Linked DNA regions of Mus musculus: regions 1 and 3 are each linked to region 2. A link is a contact called in public HiChIP or PLAC-seq and promoter capture Hi-C data. All regions are on one chromosome and are shown on one strand. The core of a region is the stretch at or near the end of the contact, and the rest is flanking DNA. Distances in the headings are between cores, read along the strand shown. Region 1 holds the start of Htra3 (HtrA serine peptidase 3). Region 2 holds the start of 2210406O10Rik (RIKEN cDNA 2210406O10 gene). Region 3 holds the start of Sh3tc1 (SH3 domain and tetratricopeptide repeats 1).

What was found. Promoter capture Hi-C pulls out the DNA fragments that hold promoters and counts their contacts. HiChIP or PLAC-seq counts read pairs in DNA pulled down with a chosen protein or histone mark.
Region 1: a promoter capture Hi-C map of the 3T3-L1 cell line shows a contact between it and region 2, with 2.2 times the contacts expected there. The contact joins the promoter of Htra3 here to the promoter of 2210406O10Rik in region 2. A contact is called at or near these places in 2 of 39 promoter capture datasets (the 3T3-L1 cell line and liver) and 1 of 115 datasets of contacts at active chromatin or transcription factors (bone marrow-derived macrophages).
Region 3: an HNF4G HiChIP or PLAC-seq map of pancreatic cancer cells shows a contact between it and region 2. The contact joins the promoter of Sh3tc1 here to the promoter of 2210406O10Rik in region 2. A contact is called at or near these places in 7 of 39 promoter capture datasets (the 3T3-L1 cell line, cranial neural crest, hippocampal neurons and 3 more), 4 of 115 datasets of contacts at active chromatin or transcription factors (embryonic stem cells, forebrain and pancreatic cancer cells) and 1 of 9 other capture datasets (adipose tissue).

What each region holds. Positions count from the first base shown.
Region 1 is chr5:35,676,875-35,681,178 of GRCm38.p6, reverse strand. Htra3 (HtrA serine peptidase 3) reads left to right here and starts at 1,399. Exons shown (of 9, transcript NM_030127.3): 1 at 1,399-2,235. The coding sequence starts at 1,833.
Region 2 is chr5:36,461,886-36,466,725 of GRCm38.p6, reverse strand. 2210406O10Rik (RIKEN cDNA 2210406O10 gene) reads left to right here and starts at 1,872. Exons shown (of 3, transcript NR_126488.1): 1 at 1,872-2,211. Grpel1 (GrpE-like 1, mitochondrial) reads right to left here and starts at 1,541. Exons shown (of 4, transcript NM_024478.2): 1 at 1,471-1,541. The coding sequence starts at 1,532.
Region 3 is chr5:35,725,835-35,730,690 of GRCm38.p6, reverse strand. Sh3tc1 (SH3 domain and tetratricopeptide repeats 1) reads left to right here and starts at 1,415. Exons shown (of 18, transcript NM_194344.2): 1 at 1,415-1,744.

The DNA of each region.
Region 1 (4,304 bases), core at 150-2,649, 790 kb after region 2:
GTAAAGGGCTAAGGCAGCAGGGGGAGCCACTGCCCTGCCTTTGCACAAGACTCCCTGGAAGCTTCCAGAACAAAGACAGAGCCTGGAATGGACTCCCTCTTAGAAGCGAGGCTACAGCTGTGTCTATCCTTTAATTCCAAGCCTCGGCTTCCCTTCTGTACAGGTGACTGAAAGCATTTATGCAGCCATAGTAAGGGTCAGGTCAGGTGACCAGGGAGGATGATGTGACCCAGAGGGAAAAAGTTGGACTCGAGACCTCGGACAAAGCGAATGTGAGTGAAACCTGTAACTCACTGTCATTTTCCAGCCTCACTCTGAGGCCCCCACACTCACCCCAGGGGTAGGAGGGCACAGGGAACCTACTCAAACATGTGGAACAGCTTGCCATGACATACACGGTAGAGCAAAACCTTGTTTGCATCATTTCCCCATCTGCATTGGAGAAGTCCGGAGGGAGACCTGGCCTGCACTTCTGTTAAGAGAAAGTAATGCTTTCCCCCTCCTCACACACAACACCACAACATCACTACCCCCCCCCCAATACACCACACACACATACACTACCACCTCTACTAGGTGAGTGCTCACACCTGGAACCCCACTTCCTTTTTTCCCAAACAACTCAGTCTGATGAGGCCACTCTGCTTCCTGGCTACTGGGCTTTTCCCAGACCTGGAACCAGACTGCTCCCCAGGCCTTCCTCCTCTGCCCTCCACCAACATCCATCCAAGGTATGTGTGGCTTTATCAACTCATGGAAGCAGAGGTGTCACCATACCACACCACACCACACACCCTCCAGTGTGCTACCTGTTTCCAGTGCTGTTGAGAAACTGCAGAAGGTAACAGCTTCCTGCCAAGCTACTCTACTATGCTTTCTTTCCCTCCAGAGTTGCACACCAGGTTCTCCAGCCCCTGGAACAACGGATTCATTCAGTCTAGGGCCACCTCCCAGGGAGGCTCTGTTGGGTCCTCTGACTCCTGAAGCTCCAGCCACTAGCAACTTGACCTCCTGTACCCTGCTACCTGTCCTGGGTCTGAAGTAGCTTGGTGATTGCATGAGGAGGCACCAAAGTGTTGGGGAAAGTTGAGCAGGTGCTTTCTGTTCCTGCACTGCCTGGTGTCCTGGTACTGCCTGGTGTCCTGGCACTTCCAACGACTCTGAGGTAGGAGGTGCTCAGTAATCCTTGTAGAAGAAACAGAAGGACAACAGGCAGCAACCAGAGTTCTAGATCTGAGAGAGCCCAGAATAGATCCAAGGCAGATGGCCCCCCTCCAGCTGAAGATGGGAGGAAGGGAGCACCTGGCTGCTTTCTAAGTATCCGCTCCAATGTTGCCCGGTGGAGTGATGCAGAGCAGGAGGGGTCTAGGTTTGGGGCCTTGCTGAGCTTGGCTGCTCAAGTAGAGTAGGGGTTCCTCTGTGAAGGAGAGCTAGGGACAGAATTTGGACTTGTTCATGTCTCTGGGGTTGCGGTCAGGTCCCTGGCTAGGACTGGAGTATTCCGAAGCAGCTCCCCTTTCCCAGACCCTCATTCTGGGCCGGCAGACCTGTCACCCAAAGTGCACACCAGGCAAGCGGGGAGCAGGAGGCTCCGGGTGGGTCCCCACCAGCCGGGGCGGGGTCCCGTGGGGCAGGGGCGGGGCTGGCGGCGGGCAGGGCCGCCCCTTCCAGCGAGGGCAGACTGTCTTGGCCTTTAAGCGCCTGCTGAAGCTCGGCTGAGAGAGGCCCGGGTCAGTCCCCACACCATGCCCTGTTTGCGCTCCGGGCCAGAGTGCGCCTGAGCGGTTCGGGCCTCGGTATCCCCGCGGGTCTTGCGCCGCCGCCTCTCCGCGATGCAGGCGCGCGCGCTGCTCCCCGCCACGCTGGCCATTCTGGCCACGCTGGCTGTGTTGGCTCTGGCCCGGGAGCCCCCAGCGGCTCCGTGTCCTGCGCGCTGCGACGTGTCGCGCTGTCCGAGCCCTCGCTGCCCTGGGGGCTATGTGCCTGACCTCTGCAACTGCTGCCTGGTGTGCGCTGCCAGCGAGGGCGAGCCCTGCGGCCGCCCCCTGGACTCTCCGTGCGGGGACAGTCTGGAGTGCGTGCGCGGCGTGTGCCGCTGCCGTTGGACCCACACTGTGTGTGGCACAGACGGGCATACTTATGCCGACGTGTGCGCGCTGCAGGCCGCCAGCCGTCGTGCGTTGCAGGTCTCCGGGACTCCAGTGCGCCAGCTGCAGAAGGGTGCCTGTCCCTCTGGTAAGCTCCACCAGGAATCAAAAAAGCCTTACTCTGAGGAAACTGAGGTCCAGGGGAATCTGTCCACTTCCACTAGGCAGCCTTTTAAGAATAGTTCACACAACCCTCTGGCTTTCTAGATGGGGAAACTGAGGTCCCCAAGAGATAAATGCTGTCCCCAAAGTCACAAAAAGTTAGACTTAAACTCTAGTGTGGCAGCCTGGTAGCGTCTGGTGGGCTGTGAGGCTCTGACCCAGCCACACTCCTGTTTCTTAGAGTCCTCCAGTGACTTACAAGGGAACGAGCGTCAAGCAATCTTTTCCTGGTCTCTGTCTTCAATTCCTGCTCTGTTTTCTTCTGTCAGGCTGTGCTGGGTGCTGGTTCTGTGTGCCTGTCTTGGGCCTGGCTGTCTGAGAGGCAGAGGGTTTTCAGGGTGGCCAGGCACCTGCATTACTCTGCTCCCTTCATGGTTGTGTTTGGTGTACTCTTCTCTGCTCTCCCATGTGACAGATACTATTAACATCAGGTTCTGGGCAGAAACCAGTAAGAATGGAATTGTTCTTTACAGATTGAGCCATTTGTAAGAAAAAAATCTTTTCTGGCCTGACTGTCCCTAACTGGAAACAGTGTATCAGTGCATGGCATAAAGCAGACCTTCTGGTACCCTCGAGACTTCTAGACTGTGGAGGGCACAGAGCTATGGAGAGAGAGGAGAATGTCAGTCTGAGGATCAGGCAGGCATCCATCACTAAGAATGGCAGGATTCCTGTGGCTATTGGCAGGATCTTAGGCTTCAGAGACCCACTGTCCTCAGTTGATCGCTTCATTGTGTTCTGGGTACCTGACTATGAGCGATCTGGTGTCAGGCCTGGGAGAAGCCCCTGCAAGGAATATGTAGCCAGGGGACAACAGATGCTGAGTCTCAGCATTACTTCCTGTGCTGGGTCTATGAGCCACCTCCCAAGAGAGGTGTTGAGTTGGGACAGTAAATGGGGCTCCCTGGCAAGGATGGGGGAGAGTGGAGAGGCTTGGGCAGAGCAGAGACCAAGATCTGATCTAGAGCGCGCTGGCCACCATCAAAACACAAGCTGCCAAGGAGTTGTCGGGTACTGCAGCCAAAGAGGAAGGACATATTATCAGAGATGTTCACACGCCAGGGTCTGCCATCCATCCTCAAAGGGTCAATTAAAGCAATGTGGCCACATGGGGGAAAGGGGTGAAAGAGTCCAGCGACACTCCTCCCAAGTCCATCTAGGGGTCCTGACATGAGATTTATGTTTAAATAGAGGGACAGAGGTATACTTGACCAGGCAGCTCCCACCCATCCTTGACCCATAGCTACCTGCCGGCCTGATGCATCTCTACAGCTTCCTACCTCCTCCCAGCATGAGCTTCCTGGGAAAATCCCAGTTTCTCAGGGCTCATCACTGTCTCAGTAGTCTGATAGCCAGAGGGTTCCGGCACAAGGGTCCTTCACAATGTCTTCATTCAGTCCTGTCAGGATGGTTATAGCTAGACAGAGCCAATGGCCTTGAGCCTGACACCTGTCCATTGCCCACTTTGACCTGAATGTTCCGGGTTCTGCCTACTCCAGGGACATCGTTCACTTAGGCTGCTATCCACAGATGCTCAGAAGTTTCACACGCTGGTGTGAGTGCCAGACTCGCCCCATGCAGATGAGACTGGCCCAGTTCTTTGTTGTTAAATACTGCCCAGCGATGGTAGCAGCTGAACTGTCTCCAATTCTTCCTCCCAGCTCAGCTGACAGCATTGCCCCAGGACAGAGGTCTTAGCCTCTGTCCACACACCTGTCACTGCCTCATGTCCACTGTCACCGCACTCACTAATCAGCCTGAGCACAAACCACCATGCCCAGATGCTCTGAACTCATGCATGTGCCGGGCACAGAGAGAGCTGATGAGTCCCACTTGCGGGCCATGTCTGAGCAGGAGGCTGCTGTAGCGGGGTCTCAGAACAGATCAGATAGGAGAGGGAGACCAGGCCAGCTCTGACTTTAGCTGGCTTCCACATTTCTAATCCTCCTGCATCACTTCACCTGGTAGCCAGGTAACCCTGGCCAGTTTGTCCTG
Region 2 (4,840 bases), core at 623-3,122:
CTCTCTGGCTCCAGCAGTGATCTTTTAATTTTATTTTTACTTTCACGCTTTTAAAAAGTCTAAGAATCTGGGCTGGAGAGTTGGGCTCAGTGGTTGAGAGCATGTTCCTCTTGTGGAAGACCTGACTTTGATTCCCAGCTAACAACTACCTAACTCTAAGAGTTCCAGGGTATCTGACACTTTTCTGAACTCTGAAGGCACTTGGCATACACATGGACATACACATACAAGCAAAACATCCACACACGTAAGTTTAAAAAAGAAAGATCAGTAATTAATTCTGAGAAGCAAAATTATGCTAAGAATATAAAAACCTACAAAATGTGAAGGCTGCCTTCACTATGAATTATTTCCACCCCTAGGAGTGACCACCACAGCCTTTCAGCAGATCAGTTTTGCTGTATAGATCCTTTCAGGGCAGGAATTCCTAGGGCTATGTCTCGGAGGAAAGAGGGAAGCCAAGCTTATGGGATACTGTGGAGTTATGACTTCCTACTAGAGCATCTTTCTTCAAAACCACAATTTCAGAGATAGACATGAACCAAGCTGGGGGATGGGACAGGGCCGGATGGGATGGGAAATGGGGGTTCTTTCCTGTCAACTCTAAACAGAGCACCACAAATAGGAAGTGCTTCCCCCGGAATACTTCAGACTCCTCCCTGCTTTGCACAACATAGACCTGTTTTCATCTTTTAGTCACAAGTACGAGATCATCCGCCTGCTCACTCTCACCCGCTGAAAAGGCCAGCTCCCGTTCACTCCGTTTCCATAAGACTCAGGCAAAGTCTCTCTTTTTTTAATCAACCAAAAACTTGGTCCTAGCAGGGAACAAGCTAAAGATACTGAGCCTAACTTTGGAGATGCGACTCAAAAACCTGAAGCCACGGGTAAAAGTAAAGATGGCAAAAATGGGCATTGTCTAAATAAACTGCACACACACTGGCTTTCTTGCTCCTTGGACCTCACATTCCGCGGAGGGCAAAAGTGGGGGAAGGAATGTGAGTGGAAAAAGCCCACAAACCAGGCAGTACACATCCTGGACTGGATTAGGGATTAGCAACCCCAGCCCCTGGTCGGGCGGGCTTCTGCCTGGCTGCCTGACCTTGGGCAAGTCTCCCGCTTCTAAGCTTGACTTTTGCAATTCCAGGAGGGGTGGTGCCCCTATGCCCGAGAGAGTGCCGTGTGTCACCAGACAAACAAATGGCGGAGCCTTCCACCTGACGCATCACCCAGATCCCCGCATTTACGCCCCAGCGTCCCCACTTCTCGTCTCTTGAGCCCAGTTCGCGCAGTGCCGCACAGTAAACACCAGGACAGCCGCGCGTTGAGAACAGGCACAGGGACTCGATGGTGAGGATGTGACTTCAGGGTGCACGGGCACCGCCTGCGGGGACCAGTCCTGCCGCTAAACCCCCCACCAGAGCTCTCGGCCGTGAGTGAGGCCGACGCAGAGGAGTGAAGCTCTCTTACCTGAACGACAGTGCCAAAGCCGGGAGGCTGCGGCGCGCCAGCCTCACACACCGAGCCGCCATGACTGCCCCCGAGGTCGCGTCACTGCGCCCACACTGAGCATGCGCGGACGCCCCTTACACCGGTTTTCCCACCTACTGCTGCTTTTTAGCTAATCCGTGACCGCTGTTGTTCTGATGGACAGACCATTTCCACCAATAATTACGAGTCATGACGGAATTCTGTTTCCTCCTTCTCCGGTGGGCGGAGACTGAGGCTTCTGGGAGCCCCGGAAGGTGAGGAGGTGAAAGGTGAGGTGGGAGGAGTGGAGGAAAATGGAGCTTCTGTGGGCGTGGTCGCGCCAGGGGACAGCCAATGAAGAGGAAGAGCGTCAGGGCGGGCAGAAGGCGGCGAGCGCTAGGCGGGGACCCGGGAACTCGTGCCAAGTGACTGGTGCTCGCTTTAGGCTCCTGCTACCTTCTGCGGGCGGAACGTGGGTGTCCCGGGAAGGGACGGACCCCATCTCTACTATGCCGCAAGCGCGTTGTGTCAACAGGCTGGCTGTGGACGGCCCGATGAGCGTTACTTGATTTTGTACTTTCGGCCACCTCCAATTTTCTCAGAACGCAACATAAGAAAAAAAAAAACTAACAGCAGTGTGTGCAGGAGAGCTTCGAAAATATGGGTGCTGATGTTTGGTCACTGCTATGGGGGAGGTCGCAGAGCTGAGAGTTGTCGGAGGACGTTTTCTGTCCTGTCTAGGTATGTGCAGCTTCTTCCTTCCTCCCCCCGGCTCCCGCAAATCTCGAGACAGAACGCTTCGTCCGTGGACTACGGCTTGTGTGTGCTCTCGGCGGATCTCTTGAGTTCTAGGCCAGCCTGGTCTACAGAGTGAGTTCCAGGTCAGCCAGAGCTACACAGAGAAATTTTGTCTCGTAAAACAAACCAAACCAAACCAACCAAACAAACAAACAAAAAAGGGACCAAAATTCTATTATTTAATTTCGCTCTTTTAAAAATCATTTCCCCAGCACATGCTGCCTTTTGCCCGCCGTGGGCGTGGGGCAGAGCATGTCCACACAAAAAGCACAGCTCTCACCTCATAGGAAATAAGTTTATTCTGGAGTCATTTATGAGTGACTGGCCCAGAAACAGTTTTAGGACACCTGTGTTCCAACGTGAAAACAGTTTCAGGACGTTTGCATAGTAGCAGAACAAAGAAAGCCACAACTCAAGACATAAAATATATTAGTGAAAACATTAAGTAGGTGATTATAGCAAACGGGAATCTCAGCTGTAGTCCGCAGATGCTATTTGATAGCAAGCTTAGCCCTTTGGTGGAGATTAGAGTTTTGTTACTGTGTTACCAAGATTTTAATCGTCTTTTCCTGCTGTTAGGTCTGACACTGAGTGGGGCAGGGAATCTATTTAATGAACTAAAGATAGCCCAAGATAAATTGTAACTAGGCTCTGCACCTGCAAGGTTCAGCATCTCCAGTCATTGAGGCTTTAATCCGTCAATTGGCCTTTGCAGACAGTTTCTTTCCAGGAATCCTGGTTCACTGGTGTTTTGTAGGACAAGTGACCTGATTTGTTAATTCATTAGGGCTGGGGTCGAGTAAGAGGAGAAGGGATACTTAGAGCACCAATGAAATCAAGAGACATAATTGGATTGAGTCTATGGCACTTGGTTGTGATGGAACAAACCAACCGTGAAAAGGGCAGGGGACTGGAGTGGGACGGGTATCAGATGGTTATTCAGTGCGCTGGCCCTTTTGTTAGGGAACAATATGGGCCAATGGGCAGAGCTCTGGATGGGAATATTTATGGTACATTGTCATATTGGCTGGCAAGGGCTTTAAAAAATACTCTAGTTTTAAAAGGTGAGGTTTCTTGTAAGACTGTGGGAAAGTGATGACATTGTTGAAGCCGGCGATGAATACCATGGGGCTTATACAGTTTCCTTTGAAACTTTCTGAAATAAGACTTAGACCTCCTGTGGCTTTCCCTGGCAGTAACACCAGGTCACCAGATTTCTTCTGTCCTGAACATGGTTCCTCTTAAATCTTGGGTCTTCTCATTTGCTGAAAGGCGTCAAAGAAATGAGAATGCCCGTGACCAGCACATCTGTAAGCAGAGACAGATGAAGAGTTAGAGCTGCTGTGTGTGGAGGTATGGGTCTTCCCAGGGGTGAGGACCCTGGGGACTCTGAATCCCTTCTCAAGCTGGGGTTCTCCTGCCAGGAGGCATACGGGCCTGTGCTGCCACCTGGCGACCCACTCAGGAACTACTTGAGTGGGGGCCATCTCCTGAGGTTACCATCTTAGGCAGTTCTGTAGTCCCCGTGAGGTCCAGAACTTCACCACCCACCCGGGCAGCAGTCTACACAAGGAGATGGAGCTGCCTGGAGAAAACACTTAGGTTAGCTCTCTGAGTTCACATTTAGCAGTTGTCATGGACGGCCCAGCAGAGACAGGGATGCTGGAAGATCAAATGAACACGTGGGGTGGCCCCAGAGAGGATGAAGTGGTGTTTACAAAGAAAGCCAGTCCTCAGAAGGTCCTGAAGATGGCCCCACAGCTTGACTGTGGGCGTGATATGCATTCCAGCATAATGTCTGCTGTGTGTCAGGTGCTTTAAGATGTCCTCTTATGGATCAGACCCAAGACTTGCTGGGCAGAAAAGTGGTTGGCCAGGTTAGGTGAATCACAGAAGAAGACAGGGCTCTTGAATATTCCTTTATATTGCCCAGCATGCACCACTGGGGTGGAAAGCAGAACCAGCGCTGACTCCAAACGTCCAAATGTCACTGCCTTCAGTGACATGGTGGTGGTGCCTCAGGTAAGGGGTGGCTCTTCATCCCCTCATGCAACTTGGAGTCGTCCAGTTTGGAAACATCTAGTATTGAGGGATGTGGGGGTTCACCTTCTTTACTACCCTGACTGGATTGGAATCACCTAGGGGAGACACGTGGGGGCATGTCTATGATACTATCACAGAGAACCCCCGGAGAGGTTGAACTGAGGGAAGATCCACTCTAAATGGGAGTGGCAGCATCCCGTGGACTGAAGCCAAGACGAGAATAAGAAAGCCTGCGGAGTACCCGCTGCTGTCTGTTGCCCTCTGCTTCCTCATCCTGGAAATGTGAGCGAGCAGCCTTGAGCTCCTGTCGGTGCCTCCCTCACCAGGATGGACTCTAACCCTCTTGAACCAAAATGAGCCCTTCTTCCCTTAGGGTGCTTCTTGCCAGCTGTTTTGTCACAGTAATGGAAGAGGTAACTAGGAAACTAGGAGTAGCAGGCAGTGCTCTAGATGGACTCCAAGGACCATCCCGCACCTTCCCCATCACTCAGTCAGACACTAGGTCTAGGTGCTTCTGGGCAGGAGCTTG
Region 3 (4,856 bases), core at 166-2,665, 740 kb after region 2:
GTCAGAGAGGCCCCCATGCAGCTTCCTTTCCTGGAGCCCGTGAGGAAGGAGAGGTAGGGCAGGGTGAGGAGCAACTGACCACTGACCACTTGTTTCTGTCTAGATACAGACAGCAAAGAATGAGGGGATAAAGGAGTGAGGACCCTGGTATCAGAGCCAGCCTGAGTTGTGGGGCCCCAGGAATACGCCTCTCTAAGTCTGTTTGATATCAAGCCTTTTGGGGACACCTGGATGATAGTTTCATTGGGTTATCACGAAGCCCTATGGCATGATCTAACCAAAGAGTTAACATCGTGGCAATGACAATTTGAACATACTACAGCCATGTCAGAGGTCAAAACGATGAGAGCTGAATACCTCCTAACTCTGTCTTTTGCAGAGGGGAAACTGAGGCTCAGGACAGTGACAGGTCTTGCCAGAGGGATTTCAATTGAGTCCGACTGGGGTTTGGGTGGCCCTCGGAAAGTCAGAACCATGTGGCCTCTGCTTTTTACAGTCTTTAGGAAGATCCTATTGAAGAGCCCTGGACCAGAAATGTACTTGCCCCTGCTGGTTGGCCCTGGAGTGAGTGCCCTGCATATATTGGGGGAGGCTCTCAGAAAATCCCCCTGGCCATGAGCCAAGAGAGCAGCTTCTGAGACAAACAGGATACTGCTCTGGGCGCACAGTGGGGACAATAGCCGGGAGAGGAAATGCCTCCAGACCCATGTATGGGTGTGGGCTTGCAGGGGCCTCTATTGACACAGCTTCCAGAAAAATAAGGCTGGTGGAAGGTTAGCATCTGGGGGGGCCTGCATTCTCTGGGGAGAAGGAGAGAGAGAGGGAGAGAGGGAGAGAGAGAGGGAGAAAGAGAGAGAGAGAGATCACAATGCACCTATACCTCCAGAACTCCTCACAGATGGAGACAGGCGGGAGGTATCCACAGCACCTAGTGAGTGTGGGAAGCAGAACTGCTCCATCTTTCACGGTGGACACAGCAAGGGCCTAAGAACAGGAGACGGGCCTGAATCTGGGCCACAGGGACATTCTCAGGTCAGGCTACAGCCTGTGGAAAGGTAAAGTGTGTGTCCCCTCCAACCCTCCCAGGCTTGGCTCAAGGTTGTGGTACTTGTGAGCAGAGAAGGAGACTGGACCCTTTCTTCTCCCAGAATGCTCCCTGTTGGTGTCAGTGGGCTCAGATAAGGCCAGCGGCAGAGTGAGAAGCAAAACGTGTGTATTTTGTGTGTGCACATGCAGACATATGTGCTAGGTCTGTGTATATGTCTCTAAGGCCACCCACATGTCTGCATTGCATGTGTATGCACGTGTGCAGAAGGGAAAAGGGAACAGAGAGCTGGGCTGGGTTTAGCAGGGCAAGAGAGCCGGCCTCCCGTGGACTTCCCCAATCTCAGCACCAAGGGTGTCCCCGGCCTTTACCACAGAGCACGGGGCTGGCAGTGGGCAGGCAGGGACAGGGCCTGGCTCTGGTCCACAAGGAGCTAATGATCAACTGGCCACTGGAGTCCTTGCCGCAGCACCTCAGCCTGCCTTGGGTCTCCAGGCCCCTAGGCTCAGGGAGGAAGTGGGGCAGGAAGCAGGGGGCGGTGGCAGTACTGAGCAGTCAGCCGGCTGTGGGCGGACTCTGCCTGTCCAGGCCAGCTGGAGACAGCCCGTAGGCCAGTCAGCAAGGAGCCGAGCCAGTAGTGGCCACCTGGCACCTGCATTCCTGAGCCTGGGAGGAAGCTGTCTGAAGAACTGATCACAGGTAAGGGAGTATGAACAGAGGGTATGGGCTGTGTGAGTGTGCTGTAATCGGGAGAGCCTGGCTTTGCCACAACTGTATCTAAGAATAGTATTCCACCTTCCTCTTTCTTCTGGCTTGCTTCGGGTTGGGGTGAGCTGTTGGAGACTGGCACTCAGCACCCCGGGGCTCTGCTAAACTGGCCGAGATTGCTCAGATGAGACCGACTGCTAATTGTGACTTCGGACCTGGCCTTCACACTGACTCTTTGCAAATGTGTCCTTGAGGTCTCAACCAGATCATGGGAATTGAGTGGCAACATAGAATTCAAAAGCCACTGGGCCCCAAATGATGAACTCTATCTAGCCTTGGTTCATTCCAGGCTGTGACAAGCACGCCTGTACTAGCATGGGTGCTTCATGGCGCCCCCGTGGCTGTGACCTGGCCTTTCTGAGGTCACTCTGGGTTTCTTTATGCTAGCCAATGAAATGCATGGCTTGACTAGAGTCACTGACCACTGTCTCTGGAGACCTCAACAGGCGCAGGCTGCGTCAGGGTTCCAGGGTTCCAGAGCCTCCTTTCGCTCCTTGTCCTCTCTGCCTTCCTCACCCTAGGATGAAGAATAGCCACTTGCAGGTGGGGCAAGAATCCAAGTTAATTGTGTTCAGGTTGAGGGATGAGACTCCCACCACCTGACTTACAGTCCCTGCTGCTATGACCCTGGCTGGCCCAAACCTTGGGTTGTACACCCGTGATAGGGGTGGGATAGGGCTCACCCTCTGGGATGAGGTTAAAGGTCAAGACTGAGGAAGATGCTGTACAGTGCTGCCGCCTTTATATGACACGTTGTTGATTTCATGAAACTTCTTGCGTCAGGCACAGTGCCTGTCTCTTTAGTCCATAGAATCACGTGAAGCCCATTTTCCCTGAGAGAAGCCTTCAGGGTATCACTGTGTTTCATGGCTGCCATAACAAACTACGACACACTTGTTCTCTTAGGGTTTGAAAGCCAGAAGTCAGAGACAAGGGTGCTGCCTCCAGAGTTGCCAAGGCAGGGTCTCTTCCACTTCTTCCAGCCCCTGCTTGTCCCTGAATGGCCCCTGCTTCTGTGTCATATGTCCTCTTCTTCTGTGTGTCTTGTTCTCTGGAGAAACCCCAGGCACCAGGCAGAGACATCACTTTAATCTGGCACAACCACCTAGTCTAATTGGGACCACTCTAATCCAACATCCAACAGGACCGCGCCCTACGGAGGTCAACTTCATCTGAAACCACCTGTTCCCAATCAAGTCCCCACTCTCAAGTTCCTGGTCAGTGTGACTGGAGAATACTGCCACCTCCAGGCAAAGTCTCAATAGCCCTGCAAAAGCAGAGGCTGGGGATGCACCTTGGTGGGTCCCTGGCCAGACCTTTTGGAACACAGGCAGGGCTAACCACAAAGGCTCCTCCTTCCAGCCTACCATACTGTAAGCCAGCAGCATGTTGTCTAGCTGCTCGATCTTCCCAACATCCTACGAGGAGGTGTTTTTGTTCTCATTTTATGGGTGGGTAAACTGAGGCATAGAACATTTCACCCTCCACTGAGATTGGCCCTGGGTCTCCATGTTCCAGCAGTAAACTAGATGTGCGTTGGAGGTCAGAGCCTGGGGTGGCTTACATGGGGACACCTGATGCTTCTGCCACCTGGGCAGAAGACAAAGGCTGAAAAGAAACTCTGCAGGCAGCCGCTTTGGGGTGCTTGAACTCAGCAAATGTACCTTTGAGGCTTCTGGACACTGCCTGGGGCTGGGCTGCTGCTGGAGCCAGCGGCCAAGCAAGCTCGTGGAGGGAGGACCGTGCAAGGAGGAGGGGGCTCTATGCAAGTAAGGCAGTGCCTACTTCCTCCCTGTGGCAGCATTTGGGCTCTCAATGAGCAGGTGGTAAGTTCCCTTAGCGGGGAACTTCCATTTCTCCAGAAACAGGTTAAGTCCAGCCCCAGGTCTTTGTGACCTAAATGCCCCCCACCCTAACCCAGAGATGGTTAGCTTAGCTTCTGTAGAGACACTGGCCAGCCTGCTGGTAGGGAGACCTGGAAGTTGTAAGTGGCAGAGAGAGAGAAGAGTGAGGACGCTGAGGGTGGGGCATGGTGAATTTTTGGGGGGCAGTGATTGGCAACCACAGACCCTACAAACTAGGACCTCACACATCAAGAGACTGGACCAAGTGCTTGGTTGAAGGCCCTGAAGTTATACCAGAGAAAATGAGGTTTTCTGGTTCCTACCACTTGGGTGTGTACCTTCTGGTCCTCACAGACCTGGGCAAGACAGTGGGTCTCTGCAATGGTAGGAACCAGGGTGTTTTGGCAGAACAAGTCAGGGAAGGACAAAAGTCCAGGCTCAAGCAGGACTTGGGCTGGGGTCAGGCTGACAGGGCCAAACTCTGGAAGATCTCAGGCATGACCAGCTGAGATGGTGTCTTAAGATAGGCAGACAGGAGGGCAGACTTGGTACATACTTCTGTCCCTGTGTTGTTGAGAACTGGACCATGCCAGGCCTCTGGTGCCTGAAGTTTTGTTTTGTTGTTGGTTTTATCCCCCTTGGGATTGAGTATTGAAGTGTTCATGTGTCTGCAGGGATGTGGGATCCTCTTGTTGATTTTGGTATGAGATACCTCCTTCCTATCTGCCTATCCCAGATCTTGGCCTTCTGGCACAGTTGTAGAACAAGGATTTGACCACAAACCAACCTATTGGGTTCCATGAAAGGCAGGTGGCCAGGTGAGTGGCTGGCTAGATGGTTCACCGAGGCAACTTCCAGGGACTGGGGCTGCCACTTCTATTAAGCCTTGTCTTCTGGGGACCCAAATCTCTTCTCTATGAGCCTCCCTTCCTTGCCAGCTACCCAGTCACCATTCTGCCACCCCCAGGGTTGGGCAACCCTGTCCTCTCGTCATAGAGCTTGCTGCCTACCCGTGTCACTGCCTGCTGGATGCCTGATTTCCCAATTGCTCACAGCCTGGTACACAGCCCCACACAGAGTAGGGGGTAGCAGTGTTTGTTGCAACAACAGAGGGCTTCAGAATGGGGTCCCACAACCCCTGTTCTGCAGAAGAGGAGATGCCCTGAGTTAGGCCAGGCAAGTCCTCATGATATCAGCAG